Regions from separate parts of the Bos taurus genome. Here region 1 is linked to region 2. The links are chromatin contacts, called in public Hi-C maps. All regions are on one chromosome and are shown on one strand. Each heading gives the region's core, a stretch centred on a gene start, on an enhancer-like site or on the middle of the called end of the contact. The rest is flanking DNA. Distances are from core to core; before and after follow the strand shown.

What was found. Hi-C and Micro-C count contacts between places; a contact is called where the count stands out from the background.
Region 1: a Hi-C map of blastocyst shows a contact between it and region 2, with 2.6 times the contacts expected there. The contact joins the promoter of SLC2A8 here to the enhancer-like site in region 2. A contact is called at or near these places in 2 of 11 Hi-C or Micro-C datasets (blastocyst and liver).

What each region holds. Positions count from the first base shown.
Region 1 is chr11:98,147,849-98,153,997 of ARS-UCD2.0, forward strand. SLC2A8 (solute carrier family 2 member 8) reads left to right here and starts at 1,570. Exons shown (of 10, transcript NM_201528.1): 1 at 1,570-1,720; 2 at 1,816-1,978; 3 at 2,233-2,439; 4 at 4,264-4,363; 5 at 5,795-5,994. The coding sequence starts at 1,665. It overlaps LOC100847606 (a long non-coding RNA gene), which reads right to left and starts at 1,131. Exons shown (of 3, transcript XR_003037281.2): 1 at 876-1,131; 2 at 658-767.
Region 2 is chr11:98,052,212-98,058,780 of ARS-UCD2.0, forward strand. It overlaps GARNL3 (GTPase activating Rap/RanGAP domain like 3), which reads left to right. Exons shown (of 23, transcript NM_001077872.2): 2 at 4,485-4,559. Among named protein-coding and RNA genes, the nearest start is that of TRNAG-UCC, 10 kb to the right of the region's middle. Within about 2 kb of position 3,715, at least 8 of the 102 cell types and tissues checked have an H3K27ac peak or open chromatin away from gene starts, as enhancers often do. A contact at or near this core is called in blastocyst, where this site is marked.

The sequences.
Region 1 (6,149 bases), core at 320-2,819, 93 kb after region 2:
GGGGTTGGAAAGAGTTGGACACAACTGAAGCGACTTAGTGCACACGCATGGCTTGGAGGGCTGACTGGCCTTAGCTAGGCTCACTGGATCACCATGTCTACAGAAGCCTCTCTGCATACCCCTCAGGCTGAACTGCCAAGTAAACTGTCTAGCAGCAGCAGTTTGCCCTTGGAATCTGAAGCATCCATCCCCTCTGCAAACATCCAGTACCCACTGTCTGGAGCAGAAGATCATGTCCATTGGGGAAGGGAGAGAAGTAGACAGGTGAATCACAAGCAATGATTAGCGCTGTAATAAGAATTTACGATTGGAGCACAAGACACCGAGGAAGAACCGAGGGATGGTTGCCTATGTCTTGAAAGATAATACAATCTGGTGACTGCACTAATTATACTGCCTAATATTTGAGTTATCTGGAATGTACTTGGTCTTTTCACTTTGCCCCTACAACAAACCCTCCTGCAATGATAGATACTATCATTTCCACTTAGAGAAGAAGAGAAAGAGGCCCAGAGAGGGATTAGAAGCTAAGCCTGTTACTCTCTTAGTCCTGGTTCTTGACAGAATTACACAGCACTCCACCGCAGCTGCCTGCACCCAGGGAATGTGGCATACAAATCGCGACGTTCTACAGCGCCCTGACTTCTTCATACTCACCTCCACCAATGACCAGGGTGCACACACGTAGAGAGACGCTATTAACATCCGCAGGGGACTCAAAATTGGGAGGTGTAGTATTAAGATGAAGATTCCAAAGTCAGGATTACCTGTGAAGTGAGCGGAATTTAACAGAGACCATGGGGCTCACCATTTAGGCCCAGATCAGTCACAGCTATGCGGCATGGGGGACCCCGCCCAACACGGGTTCTCAGTACCCGAAGGTCGTGGTCGTCATCGGTCTGTGGCTCCGTAGCAGTCAGCAACCTTGGCTCTCCCGCCCTCACTCCAAGTCTTAACAAGCACAAGAGTTGGGCTGCGGCGCCCAGGACCACGCCTCCCAAAACACAGCTGATCCGAGAACAGACCAGCCCATAACCGGTGTTTGGAGACCTTCCACCCTGCGGCTCTCTGTGGGCAGAGCTGCCCACGCCTCAGAGCAGAGGTTAACGCTGAGCAGTTACTGCAGACCCTAACCAGGGAGGTCAGCGGCGCTGCGCAAAGAGAGGGAGGGCAGTCCCGGACGCCACCCACGTGCCCAGCCTCCGTTCGGCTTCCTAGCTGCATTGGTGGAAGCTAGATTAAGAGGCGGTTCCCGGCGCAAATGTAATCCCCACCCTCCACTCTCATTGGCCAGCGTGGGTCGCGGTTTCTTAGATGACCCCGCCTTCGAGCTCGCGTCACCCTCCTATTGGGTGGCTGTGTGAGCCCCCGCCATATACAAGCTCCTCCCCTGCCTATACATTGGATGGCCGTCCTGGGGACGGTTCCAGTGAGAGACCCCTCAGGCTCTTTCCTTCCATTGGTCCGCTTTCACTTGAAGGGCGGCACCTAGAGCAGAAGCTAACCCCGCCTTGCGTTCCCATTGGCTGCTCCCTTACCCCGGCCTGGAGCCGCTCCTCACCGTCTGTTGGTTGCCCTGGCTGAAACGCCGGTGCTGGCCGCACTCGCGGGACCCGTGGCAGTTCAAGGCGTCAGAGCCCTAAAAGCAAGCGTTGATCGCGGACATGACGCCTGAGGACCAAGAGGAGACCCAGCCGCTCCTACGGCCGCCCGGCGGCAGGTGAGCGGTAGGGGGAACCCGGGTCCGCTGGCGCGGCCTCACTCCATCCGCTGCGCCCAGGCCTTGCGGCTCACCGACCGCCCCTGTCTCCGCAGCGCTCCCCGCGGCCGCCGCGTCTTCCTCGCTGCCTTCGCCGCTGCCCTGGGACCGCTCAGCTTCGGCTTCGCCCTCGGCTACAGCTCCCCGGCCATCCCGAGCCTGAGGCGCGCCGCGCCCCCGGCCCCGCACCTCGACGAAGACGCAGCCTCCTGGTTCGGGGTGAGGCCTCGGGCTCACCCTCCTGCCCTCCTGGGACCCTACTTCGCCCACCCCTAAGACGTGTGCCAGGACCCTCCCCGCGCTGCCTGGCTTCGGGCGGGCACGGAGACCCTCCGCCGAGTATGTCCCGGCTCCCCTGAGAGGGGTCGCCCATCTCCCCTGCCCCCGCAGCGGCTGAGGGTGGGGTGGAGGGCGAGGTTGGGCCGCGGGCCCCCGGCGCCCCCTCCCTCAGCCGGCGGTCTCCCCGCCCCCAGGCCATCGTGACCCTGGGCGCCGCGGCCGGGGGCGTGCTGGGCGGCTGGCTCCTGGACCGCGCGGGGCGCAAGCTGAGCCTAGTCCTCTGCGCCTTGCCCTTCGTGGCCGGCTTCGCCGTCATCACCGCGGCTCAGAACCTGTGGATGCTGCTCGGAGGCCGCCTGCTCACCGGCCTGGCCTGCGGCATTGCCTCGCTCGTGGCCCCGGTGAGTGTGTTTCCCCCCAGTCTGGCGCCCTGGGACCCAGGGGAAGGGGCCGAACTCGGGGCCTGATTCTCTCCCTGGCTGCGGCCTCTTGAGTGCCTGACACCATGCCCCTCCCCTGCTCCATCTTCCTTACACTCCCATGGGGCCTTGGAAAGAACTGTTGTTATCCATCCCTGGTTACAGATGAAGCTTAAAGGAACGTGAAGTGAAAGTCGCTCAGTCGTGTCGGACTCTTTGCGACCCCATGGACTGTAGTCCATGGAATTCTCCAGGCCAGAATGCTGGAGTGGGTAGCCTTTCCCTTCTCCAAAGGGATCTTCCCAACCCAGGGATCGAACTCAGGTCTCCCTCATTGCAGGCAGATTGTTTACCAGCTGAGCCACAAGTCCTTGGTTTAAGCACAAAGTCAGTGGTGATGCTACTTCTTGAACCCTGGGTGGTGGCACTTAACAGGGCCTCTCTTTGGCTCTACAAATGAAGTGCCCTCTGTGGATGGTCAACAGAAGCCTCGCACGATGGCTTAGATCCCCCTTGGCCTTCAGACCAGTGGCTACAGTTCAGCAGGAAAATCCCACTGTGGTTTGTCCCAAGGGGCAGAGACTGTTGGGACATGGTGCGCCCCTTCACTGCTCAGAAAGCGGCCCTCCAGGCGTTCCCCCTGCTCCTCTCTCACCACCTCCTGACCCAGCACTGCCCAGGCTGCCTTTGGAGCTGGACACGTCTGGGTGAAACTGCAGCCCTGGGCAGAGCACCTCTGTGAGCCCTTAAGGTGGGAATGACGGTGTTAGCTCAGGCCATGCCTACACAAGAGCCTACACACACAGCCCTGGCCCTGGCATGGCCGGTGGAAGGACTTGGACCCTGGCAGCTGGGATTGCTGGGTGTCCTGTGACCTGCTCCTGGTCGTGGGCTTGAGTGGTCCACCACCACCCACACCCTAACCAATCAAGACTAAAAGCAGTAGCTCAGAATCCCTCCCTTTGCACCTACCATTCATTTCAACTGCATCTGCTGGATAATAGGCAGCAGCTAGGTTGGATTTTATATCTGGATTTTTTTGGTGTTTTTTTTTTACTGCGCAAAAACACACCTGACTTAGTCGTGGACATAAGATATGGAATAACACAGAAGCGTGGGCAAGCGCTTTCTGGCTCCTGAGCCCAGAGGAAGCTGTGGCAGTCACTGGTGGTGACTGAGGCAGAGAGTTCCTGCTTTCACTCCAAGGGCACCACCCAAAGTGTGGTCCTTGGGTCAGCAGCTGTGTGTCTCCTGGAGGTGGTTAGACAGGCGGAATTGTGGGCCCACCACACATCTGTTGTTGTTTAGTTGCCAAGTCTCGTATCTGACTCTTTGTGACCCCACAGACTATATCACACCAGGCTCCTCTGTCCGTGGGATTTCCCAGGGAGGAATACTGGAGTGGGTTGCCATTTTCTTCTCCAGGGGTGCTTCCCCACCCAGGGATGGAGCCTGTATCTCCTGCGTGGCAGGTAGATTCTCTACCACTGGGCCACCAGGGAAGCTCTACACACCTACTATGTTAGAATTTGCTTTTTGTCAAGGGTATACAATTAAATGAAAGTGTGAAAAGCTCTGTGCCACCCCCCCCCCCCCACACACACACACAGTGTCCACATATGTACCCTTCAAACATGTGCTGTGGATTACATGGTGGGGAGCTCTGATGTCCAGGCACCTGCAGTTAGGGGTCCCCTGGGCCTGCAAGTACCCCAGTCGAGACTCTCCTCAGCTCTGAATGGCTGAGACTTTTCAGTTTTAAGAACTCCTGGACCCCATGTACACTCTCGTCTTAATTACCAACAGGTCTATATCTCTGAAATTGCCTACCCTGAGGTGCGAGGGCTGCTCGGCTCCTGTGTGCAGCTGATGGTAGTCACAGGCATCCTCCTAGCCTACCTGGCAGGTATGGTTTTCTTATTATCTCTTGTGACTGTTCATGGATGTTTGACTATCTTACAGATGTAGAAACTGAAGTTCAGAGAGGTCAGGGGACTTGCCCAAGGTCACACAGCCACTGCCCAAGATGCCACCTTCCCAGACCACTTCCCTGAGAACCCTGGGTCGTGTGGGTCTTGAGACAGTATTCTGAGGAGAGCTGGAGAAGGTGATGTCCTCATCTCCCCAGAGCAGAAGCCCATTCTAGGAGTGTAGGGAGGGCTGACGAGTTAGAGCAGTAGCTCCCTGTGCGGTGACCAGCTAGGATTCTGGGGCTGGAAGGAAAGTCTTTAGCCTAAGAGCTTGGAGGGCGCAAATGTGTGTCTCCCTCAGAATCAGTACTGGATTTGCAGCCTGAAGGCGGCAGGTTCCAGAGAACCCGAGGGTCAGCTGGAGCCAGCATGAGGAAGCTTCCAGAAGCAAGAGGAAGCTTCCAGAGGCACCCTGGAATGAACTGGGGTAGAGGAAAGGCAGGCTTCATATCTGACAGCCCTGGATTAGGGGAATATGCCACTTATTAGCTGTGTGACCTTGGCCTAGTCAACTGCCCCTGGGAGCCTCAGGTTCCCTGTCTTCACGTGGAGATTAACTTTACCTAGTCCAAGGCTGCTGAGGGATTAAATTAACTGATGCTGTAAAAAGTGCCCAGCAGCAGGCCCCGATAAGAATTGTCAAAGGATGGCCTGAGAACCATGTGGGAATGGGGGTTTGGGGCCAGATGGGCAGTGGCGGGGCCCGGGGCATGTGTCCTCTGGTTCCTCAGAGTGGACAACATGCAGGTCCGTGGTCTTTCCTTTCTGCCCACTTAGCATCCTGACTGTCATTCAGAGTCCTGGCCGCAGTCTAGCTGCCTTGTGGGGCCAGCAGTGTCCGAAAGCCACTGTGTAGACACTGATACTCAGGGTCACGTGGGTGTAGTTACATCTATAGGATTTCCTCCAAGTCATCATAAGCCACACTTTAACTGCTCAGCTTCTATGAGTTCTGATTGACGTTTTTCAGTGAAAAATGCCCCCTTCCTCTCTGTCCCCCTTCTTCCCGGAGGAGCCAGCCTTGCCTGCTTCTCAGTCCATCCACCGGGTGGAGGCCTGTGCACACATGGTCTCTTGCCGCCCCTCCCTGTCAGACCCCTGGTGCCGTATATCACGTATATCTCAGCAGTACAGAGCGAGCACCTTTGTTTAGTGGCTGCATAAACCTTCACTGATATACGCCCCCCCGCCTCGTTTCCACACTTAGCAATAAAACGACAACATCAATGACAAACCCTGGGGAGTCCTGCAAAGACACTAGGGTCCCCACCTTTGAGCAGAGTCCCTGGGTTGGCAGGAGGCAGGCGCTCCCCGAGAAGATCCGGGCTGGCTCACACCACTCTGACATCTCTCCACCCCACCCTCAGGCTGGGTGCTCGAGTGGCGCTGGCTGGCCGTGCTGGGCTGTGTGGCCCCCTCCTTCATGCTGCTGCTCATGTGTTTCATGCCTGAGACCCCTCGCTTCCTGCTGTCTCAGCACAAGCACCAGGAGGCCATGGCCGCCATGCAGTTCCTGTGGGGCTATGCCCAGGGTTGGGAGGAGCCTCCCCTTGGGGCTCAGCACCAGGTGAGGGGCTGGGAGCCAGCGCGCGGGGAGGGGGACCCGGGAGAATCGCCCCTGAGGTCAACACAGAGCGGCACCGCAGCTCCACACGTGTGTGCTCACACACGTACACACGAGGGCCCGTGGACTTGGGAGTGATGTCCTGTGGACCACTACTT
Region 2 (6,569 bases), core at 2,465-4,964:
AGATGGAGAGAGCACATGGCAGGGGGCACCCCCTCTCTAAAGGGCTGGGATTCCTGCATGCCTCTGAGACTTTGACCCTCCTGCAAGTGGGGAGATGAAGTCAGATGGCCACCTTGAGGGAAATGTAGTCTAGCTATGTGTCTGGCTACAATTCCGTTACTGTGGAAGATGGTGAGAATGGATTTTGGTGGCAGCCAGAACTCTGTACCACGTGGAGAGACTCGGGGGAGGCTCCTTGGTTGTGCAGTACTGGACATTTAGATGGGTTCTGGTAGATGTTGTGTCATTCCGAAGTCCAATCTCCTTCCAACAAATGGAAGAGTTTATAGATTTTTAAGTTTTAACTGGCCGGATCAGAGGCTTATGAGGAGTAATAGAAGGATAACTACTGAGGGAAACAGCTTCTCTGTCATATTAAAAGGATTTATTTTTCCCCTGCGGTGTTATTTTTTTCAACCTCTCATTCACTAGAGCACTGTCGCCTTTCATGTCAGCTGCTGGACCAGTCCCCATCCGCACCAGCCTCCACGGCACCCTTGGCTTTTTTAGCCAGCTACCCGAGCCCGCTGTGAGGTGGGGGGTGGGTGGCAGGGCAGGGGAGCTCTGGGGCTGCCATTCCATGTGCCAGCAAGAGTCACTTCCCCAGTGGGACTGGTAGGTCCCCTTCTCACCTGCTGCCTGAACACCTGCCCTCACGGCAGATAGGCCTTGGCAGTGTGAGCTCAGCAGCGTCAGTCCGACCTGCCGAGTTGGACTGTTGCTACTCAGGCTGCCTTTCCCTTGCACAGCCTTGTGATTTGGTCTGTCCTTCCCTTTGGTCTTTCTTTCATGACAGACTGGGTAGAATCTCTTTGAAATCGTGTATGTGAGTAACGAACTTTCTTTGGTTTCCGGGACTGGAAGTGCTCTTGCCACCAGTCTTCTATCCATTTGGTCATTTCCATAGCATTTGGCATTCATCTATTGATGGGTTTCCTGTGTAATAAATATTTATTATCAGTACTGTGTCAGGCAATGAGCATAGCTCTGGGGATACAGCGGTGAGAAAATAGTCTTCCTGAGTTTCTCAGAGGGAGTGAGGAGAGACAGGCATGAATCTGGTAATGGCACAAAAGAACGTCAACCAGGACCCTGAGCACCCCCTGAGCCTTGCTGGGGGCGTTTTCGTGGGCATTGAAGTCAGGGAAGGGGTCTGAGAAGTGGGGACTGTGGTGGAATTGAAGGATGAGGAGTTCACGAGGGGAAGGTGGGAGAGGAGGACCTTCTAAGTGAGGGGTTCCCGTGCGTGTTTGTCCTCTGGTGGGAAAGAAGGGGCTGCCAGGATGGAGCTGGGATCACGGGGCAATCAGATTTGTAGATGCCAAAATCCCTGCTCTTTGGTATGAAGTGTGGTTTGGAGAAAAGCGATGGTGGGGGGTATTCAGGCCAGTTAGGAGGTGGTTGCAGTCACCCAAGGGAGAGATGACAGCAAGCTTATGGTGATGGTTGGTGGTAGGGAGAGTGACGGTGATAGCGTTAAATGTGTTAGATGGAGGCGGAAGTTCAGGGTCTTCAAGAATTTTGTGATGATTGTTCAGAGGGAGCTGAATTCTTTCTAACCATCAAATCATTCAATATTTCCTCCCTTTCTTCTTCTTGAACCTGTCAATCAAGATGAGCAATAAGCTTCTTGTTCTAATCTCAGCCAAGGAAAAGGTCATCATAGCCTGTGCCCGGCAGTGTCTGGAATATAGTCCACCACTCTTTACATTTGTTATGCGAATGAATGAGTGAATCAGTGAATGATGATCAGCCCTTCTCCCAAGCTTCTGAGTCCCTGATGAGACTCGCTGCTAGAGTGAGGAGTATGTCTACCAACCTCTAATGCAAGGATGTGTGCATCACCCTCTCTCTTTATATACCAGTGGCAGACGTTAGTAATTGATTGCGGCTCTCTCCTCTTGCCAAGGCTTCCCTTGTGGCTCAGCTGGTAAAAAATCTGCCCACAATACAGGAGACCTGGGTTCGAGAAGATCCCCTAGAGAAGGGAAAGGCTACCCACTCCAGTATTCTGGCCTGGAGAATTCCATGGATTGTATAGTCCATGGGGTCACAAAGAGTCGGACATGACTGAGCGACTTTCACTTTCTCTTGCCAAATCCAGATGTGACCTCAGAGTGTGCAGAAAGCTGTTAAGCTCACTTACTGTTTATTACAGCAAAAGATTAAAATCAGCCAAGGAAACAAACGCATGGGACAGAGCCTGGAGAGTCCAAATGCAGGTCTTCCAGCTGTCCTCTCCCATGGTGTCATGGTCAGCATCAACACCTCCTGGCAACCGTGTGTGATCTACACGTGGAGTAGTGACAACCAGGGAAGCCCATCTCAGTCTTGGTATCCAGAGGTAGATCTGATACCGAGAGACCCAACGCCCCCACCATACTCTCTCGTGTGGCTCAGTAGTCACCAGAGAAACAGACAGTCATGTAGGACATTCCCAGGGCTTAGAGATCACCTCCCAGGAGCCGAGAATAAAGGTCAGAACAAAGGTATTGCTCTCTTTAAAATAAAAAAAAAAAAGTATTTATTTATCTGGCTATGTTGAGTCTTAGCTGCAGCACATGGGATCTTCATTGCAGCATGCGGAATCTTTCATTGTGGCACACGGGCTTCTCTGTCTAGTTTTGGCCCTTGGATTCCTGGGTGTGCAGATCTGTAGTTTGCAGCACCTGGGCTTAGTTGCCCCGAGGCACATGGGATCTTAGTTCCCTAAGCAGGGATCAGACTCGAGTCTCCTGTATTGGAAGGTGGATTCTTAACCACTAGACCACCAGGGAAACCCCCAGACCTCTCTCTGGGTAAATTAAATTCTTTACTACAAAGCCTCTATTGCCCATTTTCAGTTTATCAACAGTGTAATGATCAGATAACATCAAAGCTAAACATATACATAAATCTTCTTCATGTTTTTTTTTAAAGTTATTTTGCAGGATATAGGTTAAGTATAAAAACTGTACCTTATTATGGACATTCCATGGAGGATGGTTAAGTAGGGTAGAGGTCAGGGGAGAACAGGCTTCTGGAATCTGACTGCCTGTGTTCACACTGCCTGCCTACCACAGACTAAATGTAATCTTGCCTAGTTATTTTAACCTTCCTCTGCCTCAGCTTCCTCACTTATAAATGAGAATAATGACAGAATCTACTTTGTATTATTTTATGAGACTCAAATATTAAGGCCAGAGGAATATATGGTACATAGTAGCTCTCAGTAAATATTATATTCTATTATTTTTGTATTTATGATGGGAAAAGTATATCAGTCATTTTCAAACAAACAGGTTTCCTTGAAGATAAGTGAAAAATTTCCACATATTTTCACACCTTCATGTCTCTTAAACACAAGTTAGAACATGAGATAATCATTCTTAAGAAACCTTGTATCTTTTCACTGAGTGAGTCTTGCATTAGAGTGGTGAGAAGTGCCCCTCTGGGCAAGCATGTTCTAATGGGTCTGGGATATGGAAATCGTTGGCAGATCTTTGCTGCAAATTTGTGGGAAGATTTTAAAAGTTGAAAAAAAGACATGTCATTCTCTCAAGTTGCTACTGAGAAATTCAGACAATTTAGGAGAAGGTAAGTTAAATCTTGAGTCAGTGATTTGAGGAATGATGCCCAAGGCCTGATTTCCTCTTAACTCCTGGGCTTCCCTGATGACTCAGTGGTAAAGAATCTGCCTGCAACGCAGGAGACACAGGAGACGCAGGTTCTAACCTTGGTTCTAGCCAGGGAAAATCCCCTGGTGCAGGACATGGCAACCCACTCCAGTATTCTTGCCTGGAGAAAATCCCCGTGGACTAAGGAGTCTGGTGGGATACTGTCCATGGGGTCGCAAAGAGTCGGACAGGACTGAAGCGACTGAACACAAGCATGTCTCTTTCTGGCTTCGAGCTCCTTGAATGAAGACTATTTGCAAGAATCACATTGCTGGAGCTAAAATACAGTCTGCCTGCCTTGGAAAGGGCTAATTGGCCTTTTGGAAACTGAAACTGAATGAAGCACAAGAGCTGTCTGTGATGTTAGTAGAGCCTTGAGTTTCTGCCAGCCATTAATTGTTTTTTAGGCTTTCCTGTGAAGGCAGATGAACTTGAGACTTGGCTTTCCCTTTTGCCATCTGTGAGCTGCACTTGTCCGCCTATGACGCTTATTAAGGTTGATTTTCAGGGAGCGTCCTTTCAGTGCTTTTCCATGTTGGAATATGTTCAAATTTAGATTTGATGCTCTTACTGTCCACTCTCATGGGCTAGGTGTTCCTCACTCTTCAGCTTCCTAAAGACTATGGGGCCACCTGTGTGAGAACGTGATTGACAGCTTCCGAGAGACGGTCAGTTTCCAGGTTGGGCCCTCCAGCTCTTGCCGGATCTGACTTAACTTCTAGGCAGATACAGACAGATGGAAGGGGCGTTGCAAACAGCTTCCTAACTGAGTCCTCTTTTGTTCCCCAGCTTATTTCCAGTGATGCCGATGGAGCCATCCAAAGGGCCGGAAGGTTTCGAGTGGAAAACGGCTCTTCAGATGAGGTAAGGAGGCCTGTACATCACTGAGCACCTGATCATGGCACCTGAGATACAGCTGTGAGCAGCCTGTGATCCTCATTTCCACAGAAGACCTGCCTGAGGGGAGCCCGGGAAGGGTCAGTAGGGCTCTTCAGAGCTTTGCTGGAAGGGAAAGTACCATTGTTCTTTATATGGAAGGTGCTATTAATAGGGTGAAGGTACCCTTTGATAGATCTGTAATAAAGCCAGGGAGACACAGGAAGATGGTCTGCCAGAATGGGGCCAAAGACAAATTCACATAATCCTTTGTGAACGGTCCCCGGAACCCTAGCTCTTCCCTTTTCCTGGACTGGTCAGCTTGGCACTGCCATGTGAGCAATGCCGAGGTCCAGGAGAGAGAGGCAAAATGACTGTGATTACAAAACGTTATCTTTATTCAGAGGACAGCAGGAAAGGAGACCGTCCCTGTCTGCCACTGCCTGAGGCCCTAGCCTTCTTCCTAGGCTCTGCTGGTCATCCGTGCCATAGGCCACAGGGCCTTGCCTCACTGGCCTTTCTCTGTTAAAACTTCCATTGCCAAACTCCCCTGGTGGTCCAGTAAAGAATCCACCTGCCAATGCTGGAGACCCGGGTTCCATCCCTGGCCTGGGAAGATCCCACATGCCTAGGAGCAACTAAGTCCATGTGCCACAACTACTTGAGACCACCCATGCTCTGCAACAAGAGAAGCCACTTCAATGAGAGGCCTGTGCAGAGCCATGAAGAGTGGCCCCTGCTTGCCGCAGCTAGAGAAAGCCCACGTTCAGCAACAGAGACCCAGCACAGCCATAAATAAATAAATCTTCCACTGTCTGCTCCATCCCTAAATGCCTACCCCCAGAACTGCAGAGTGCTAAGCCCCCCAGCTTTTTCTTCTTTGCTGCCTCTCTGAGAGGTGGCCCACTGCAGTGCTTCAGCAGCCCCAGCTTTGGCATCAGGCAGGCCTGGGTTCACATGCCAGCTCCCCCGTCTCCTAGTTGTGTGACCCCTTCTGAGCCCATATTCTTCATCTGGGAGAAGGAAACAGTCTTGGGATTGTTGAGAGGATTCAGCGAGTTGAGCTTGTAAAGCCATTAGCACTCTGCCCGGTATACAGTGAGAGTTCGGTGAGTGAGAGCTGTAATAGTAATCATGGTTGTTGTCGATCCCACAGATAGTGCTGGGTGGCCAGCCTTGCCCTCCTGACTGCCTCCTTAATCATGTTCTTGGTGATGGGCTATGAATTTAACTTGAAAGTCACAGCATTCAGTAAGTTGTTGCTCATCTTCACCTTTGCCTTATCTTAGCAAAGCCCTTCACCCAGACGTGGTAACTTGCCTTTGCTGGGAGGCAGAAGGGGTAGTCCCCACTTGGGCTAAACCCCTGAGTAGCTGCCCACATACTTCTTGTCCAGAATGATGTCAGCTGACCTGCATAGAAGAAAGAACTCCCAGGGAAATTTGCTTCTGAAACTTGGAAACAGCCATCGCCTGGTGGTCCTGCTCGTGAGACAAGACAGTCCTATCCTCACAGAGTCAAGCCGCCAAGGGTGTCCCAGGAGCTAAGTCGGGAGAAGAAGCCTCAAGTGCTCTTTATCCAGTGCTCGGAAATCTACTGGCCACCACACCGAGTATCTACTTGGAGAACTTAAGTCCCAGAAAACCCAGAGGTTACTATACCACAGCACATCTTTCTGCTTCCAACATTTTACAGAACTTCAGCCCAGCCTGAAATGAACAAACTGCATTGGCTTGTCCCATCAGACATAAACACATCTTTGGCCCCAAGAGAGGAAATGGCAACCCACTCCAGTGTTCTTGCCTGGAGAATCCCAGGGACTGGGGAGCCTGGTGGGCTGCCATCTATGGGGTTGCACAGAGTCAGACACGACTGAAGTGACTTAGCAGCAGCAGCAGCAGCAAGACCAGTGTCTAGAGGAAATCCATACCTCCCCAGAAAGACCTAAATGGAGCCTTCATGTGGTCCTAAGATCACCACATACTTTGGTTATCAAAC